Linked DNA regions of Triticum aestivum: region 2 is linked to region 1. Evidence: chromatin contacts called from public Hi-C data. All regions are on one chromosome and are shown on one strand. Each heading gives the region's core, a stretch centred on a gene start, on an enhancer-like site or on the middle of the called end of the contact. The rest is flanking DNA. Distances are from core to core; before and after follow the strand shown. Region 1 holds the start of LOC123069029 (wall-associated receptor kinase-like 20). Region 2 holds the start of LOC123069030 (aromatic aminotransferase ISS1).

What was found. Hi-C and Micro-C count contacts between places; a contact is called where the count stands out from the background.
Region 2: a contact with region 1 is called in a Hi-C map of leaf, with 6 times the contacts expected there. The contact joins the promoter of LOC123069030 here to the promoter of LOC123069029 in region 1. A contact is called at or near these places in 3 of 5 Hi-C or Micro-C datasets (leaf and an unstated tissue).

What each region holds. Positions count from the first base shown.
Region 1 is chr3B:140,191,680-140,194,379 of IWGSC CS RefSeq v2.1, reverse strand. It overlaps LOC123069029 (wall-associated receptor kinase-like 20), which reads right to left and starts at 1,293. Exons shown (of 3, transcript XM_044491761.1): 1 at 311-1,293; 2 at 157-219. The coding sequence starts at 1,124.
Region 2 is chr3B:140,388,929-140,391,628 of IWGSC CS RefSeq v2.1, reverse strand. LOC123069030 (aromatic aminotransferase ISS1) reads right to left here and starts at 1,310. Exons shown (of 11, transcript XM_044491766.1): 1 at 1,193-1,310; 2 at 371-615; 3 at 151-243; 4 at 9-56. The coding sequence starts at 213.

The DNA.
Region 1 (2,700 bases), core at 44-2,543:
GTCAGAGCCGAACATATCTAGCTACAGTCACACCGCAACAGTTCGTCGCTTGACATGACACCACTGATCTAAGCAAACCGGAACCGGAGGAGAAACTAGATTTGCAATTGCAAGTAAGGATGAGACTGAAACAGGGTAATCAGAGAGACGTAATACCTGCGATGAGAGGCGCACGGTTTGATCCCTCGCAGTCTCCAGCGCGCTCGCAATCAGAAGGAACTGCACAAATAAGCATATCACGGTATGAGCCAATGACCAAAATGAACCAGCTCGAGCTCAGTTCGACCAAAATGATTCGTCGGCAACGTACTCTGCTGGCACGCGCCGGCGACGGGGTCCCACGCGAGCCCGGGCACGCACAGGCAGCGCCGCACCGCGCCGGCCGCGACCGGGTCGCCGGCGCACGTGGCGTTGGCGCCGTCCTCGCAGTCCGCCTGCGTCTGGCAGAGCGGCTCCCTCGGCGTTGCCCACTGCAGCTCGAGGCCGAGGCGGCCGCCCCACGTCGCCGGCGGCTGCGCGGGGTCGAGGTTCACGAAGCTGGTGTAGGCGCTACAGAGCTCGGGCGACGCGCGGATCCGGTGCGACGTCGACGACCCGCCCGCCACGAACGTGCAGCAGAGCGGCAGCGGCGCGCAGGGCGACCGCGCGGCGTCGGCGTAGGCATGGCAGAGCGAGCTGGACGAGCAGTTGAGTGGGGAGCGCAGCAGCGCGGAGGTGCAGTTGAGGAGCATGATGGTGTTGGAGGAGCTCACGTTGAACGGCAGCGACGGGTCCAGCTGCACGCCGCGCCCGGCGGGGGCCCCCACGGACACGCACGTGTCGCTGGACACCAGCGGCGCCGGGGCGACCACGAGGCGCTGCGCCGCCGGGGACACGGAGGTGATCGGGTAGGAGGTGCCGTTGAGCGCGTCGAAGAAGAGCGTCGACGTGCCGGCCGCGCACCGGACCTTGTACGCTGGGTCGCCGCACCCGTCCGCCGTGCTCAGCGGGTACGGCACCGCCGTCGAGCCGCACGGGGGGCAGACCCGCGCATGGCCGCCCAGCGGCAACAGCGCCGCGAGGATGGCGACTGCCGTAACCTCGAAGAGGAACAGGGGACGACGGCCGCAAAACGGTCTCGCCATTGCTTCAAGCTTCTTTGCCGTTGCTGTACGGGTGGCTGATCGATCCGCGAACCATTTAAGGTGTGGTTGAATGTTTGTGGTTGCGTTGAGCGGAAGGTCGGAAATGTTTGACTCGTTTGGCAGCCGCCTTGACTAGTGCCATTTGGAAGCTTATCTTGGAAACCAACAAGGCTTACCCTGTTTGCATCTGTTTGAAGCTTATTACCCGGGGACCCATGTGGAGTGTCGTGTTATCTGGAGCAGTATCTTGGCTTCGCTTCACTGACGACTTTGCCGCTCTACCTTCGTCCCGCACCAACAATGTTGAGTCGTACATCCAAAACGATACGATTCAGTCGATCTGGAGTGAAGCAACGTTGTCACCCTTTTCAGAAAGATTTTTGAAAGTATCTTTTAGTCGCCCATTCAGAAAGATGGGAGGCCTTGATCAATGAACCTGGTTGGGCGGGGATGATACCTTAGAGGTTCAGGTTGTTGAATCACAATATTTTCAGTATGATGTTAGTGTAAGATTTCACCTTCATAAAATTAAATCAACAAAAAAACTTGACACACTAAGATAACCTCATCACATCTGAATAATCAAATCAGTGAGGACACAAAACTCTTTAACCTTGTGGCACCACATAGAAAAAACGAGTAATTTTATTCTCAATAAGCTACGATGATAACTAGACGTTGACGAAGAACATAAAGCTCTTAAAGGTCTGAGGTCCCCCGTCTCTCAACCCCGAAATGGCAGCCACGGGCTCAGAAGTTCCCTGGCGGCTGTTGTAGTCCTTCGAGAAACCCTCTTTCTAGTCAGTTGATTGGAGTTAGGAAAATTCACTCGCCGAACACCCACGAGGGCACGAATGAGCCGACCCACTCAACAGTGCTCATCATTGTATCCTAAGAAGACACACTCAACAGACTGAGCGGACAGTTTGGTGCGTTCACGAGGGGCTAGAAGAACAACCAAACAAATGAAGCGCCGAGTAATCAGGAGAACGATCAAAGAGACGCTCGAAAGTAACGCCGCCCTGCAAAGCAGTGGACGCCTGAAGGTTGATGAGTGTCGGTGTCAAAACCTGCAGATCTCGGGTAGGGGGGCCCAAGTTGTATGTCTGAGGACCAATGGTAACTATGGACAAAGGACACAATATTTACCTTGGTTCGGGCCCTCTTAATGAAGGTAAAACCCTACTCCTGCTTGATTATATTCAAAGGGTATAGGGGTTACAAGAGTTGATCTACCTCGAGATCGATTCGGCTAACCCTAGATCAGCTAGCCTAGCAATGTTGTGATCCTGCCTCCGATCTACCCTCCGATTTATATAGACACCGGAGGGGCTTAGGGTTGTACAAAGCCGGTTTTACAGAAAGGAATAACATATCGGACACCTATACTTGCCATTCACGCATACGGGTGTCCCCACCGTACACGAGATCTTCTATGTTGTATCTCAACGGCCCATCAGTCCGGCCCACATCCAATAGACCGGACGCCCGAGGACCTCCTAGTCCAGGACTCCCATAGTAGCCCTTGAACCTGTTTTCCATGATGATATATTCGGCGTTCATATTGTCTTCGACA
Region 2 (2,700 bases), core at 61-2,560, 200 kb before region 1:
GGGGTTACCTGCGCAAGCGACATCACATCCGTGGCCCCTCGAAGCAGCTCTTGTATCTGGAAGAAAAAGGAGCCACCAAATAAGACAAGAAATTGGGGATAATAAAGGCAGGAGATTGTTGACGAGGTGGGGTGGGGAGGTCTGTCTCACCTTCACCATGACCGGCGCCTCCGTCTCCACGCACCTCTTGGCCAGCTTGGCGAAGCTGCCCATGGTTTCCCCCCCTCCTCCGAGAACCTGGAACTGGGGATTCGGGAGACGAATTTGAGCCGGAGATCCGAGAAGACTGAGCAAAGAAGGGAGGCGAGGCGAGTCTAAGAAGGCGTGGAAGGAAGAAAGGGGCGGGCCTAAATAATTCTCGGACAACAACCTCTGGGTGTGTAGTCGCCAACTGATCCCGAGCTCGCTCACCAACCCCGAAGGCAAGGGAAGGCGTAGGCAGGCAGACAAGGAAGCCACGGGAGAAATAGTGAGAGGTTCGAGGAGCCCGGCCTCTTTTTCCCACTGCTTTCTTGTTCTTCTTTTCTGTCTCTTCCCCTGGACTTTCTTGGCTAGCCGGGTCGCTGGAGGAGGATAAGCGTTGAGCTCTCCCTCCCTCTCTGTCCTTCTTGGGGACTAAAAAACAGTGTGCTTTAATCAAGATAAAACAAAAGGCATGCAATTTTATTGGGAGGAAAACAAAGTAGTACCAGTATGCTACTAGTGTTTTTAGCAGCCGTTTGGTGTCAAAATAAAATGCGAGCCCAATTTGTGCTGCTGCGAGATTTAGGGGGCACGGACAATTCTGGTCAAATTAATGGTCAGGGGAAACAAACTCCTAGTAGGGAGCTGAGGCTATAAATATAAAGAAGCCGAGAAGGTAGTACCACCGGCGCTAGATCTCTGGCGAGGAAGGAACACTTTCCATTTCCCAGGGAAGTCGGGGGCTAGCAGTAGTATAATCCAGGTGCGAACAAAAAGGCCCGGAGATGGAGGCAGACCCAGTCAGCCAGCCAGCCACCGTGCTGCGCACACAGCGGACACGGTCACACGGACGAGGATGGCACCACCACCAACCCCGCGAGTCCACGGCGACGCGCGATCGATCTACTCTGTCTATCTACTCTCGAAACTACTCTACTCTATCTACCCCGCACCGCACGAGGAGAAAGCCGAGGGAAGGAGGAGTGGCCTGCTTGGCTTGGCTTCTTACCGGGCGGCCGGTCGGGAGGCTGCGCGGCGGGTGATGAGTGATGACGACTGTACGCCGTCCGTCCGGTCTCCGGCTCGCGCCTGGGTTCTACTACTGTAATTTGTAGTACGCGATGGGCGGGGGTGGGTGGGTGCGTGTGCGTCGCCGGGTCCTTGTCGCGGCGTGCCTGCGTGCATGAACTGAGTTGGCTCGGATCGGTTCCACGCGTGAGCGGTGACGTGACGGCATGGAACTGGAGGTTGGAGAGACGACATGGAATCATGCATTCGGTGCTCATGTTTGTTTTGTTGTTGTAAAAACAGCCTCAACAGGCTGATTTCCGGGAAGAAATCAACTCTCACGCACGACACATGTTCTCGGGCTTATCGTCTCTTGAAGCCTAGCCCACATGCACGGGTTGTTTTCCCCTTCTGAATTTATTTTTTAAGAAAAATCGATCCATTCATAAACTGTCAAGGCAGTAAAACAATGATGGATTATAAATGAGCTTAGGCATATAAGAAAATAATCTCTGATTAATCTCTAAGGGCCATTTAGGTGCATGGCAAGTGGTGGTAGTTAGTCTCATACTGCTACATAAGAAGAGAGTGAGACACTTTATAAAGGTTGCTCTACCACATGTCATTTGGGAGCTTGGAAATAGAAGTTGTACACGCGCGTTCCTCATCCGCCGCCCGCCTCACCTCGCCACGCCACGCCACACCACGCCACACGCGCACTGCGGGTTGCGGGAACGGGCCGAGCCTTATTTTTGCCGGTCAATAATGGTTAATTAGTTGTTTACGGAAGTGCCACTGTCCTAACGGCCTATATAAGGAGGCGCGGGCCTGTGGAGTGAACCCTATTTCAATTCACTCACTCCCTCTTGCACAGTCCTAGTCGTCATCTATTGTTCCTCTCTATATGCTGCTTCCGGCGATCCCATCCCAAAGACCGCATGCACGGTTGGTTGGAAGAGCAGGCGCCTCCGAAACCTTGTCGTGAGATCCTGCACGGGAGAACGGCAATAAGGTTTTCAGGGAGCGTCTCGATGCGACTGCTCCGATCCGTCCTTCTCTACTTCCACTACTTCCCTTGCATTGACTACATGGCTGACGATGAAGCCGTCAAGGAGAAGGCCTCGGCCGCTACCGTCGCGTTGGCCTAGCCAACCGGAAGGTATGATTCGTTCATCCCCTATTTGCTCGTTCATGTGCTGGTCGTATATATGTTTTTCATATATGTTTCAATTCTATGTAATGTATGTGCTCACATGCTTAGGTATCGGTATGAGATGCATACCTTATTTGCCATGTCTACTGTATATTCGTGGATTAGATTAGTCAGGAAAGTCCTAATATTTTCAACAATCCAAAAACTTTATTTTAGGCACTTTTCGACTCATGGCTTCGCCACTACTCTAAAACCGGAAAAGTTCTGAAACACATTTTAAGCACTGGCAGACAAGGACCACCTTGTGGCTCACAACAATGAACGTGTTCTGAGTTGGTGGTGTCTATCCCACGGTA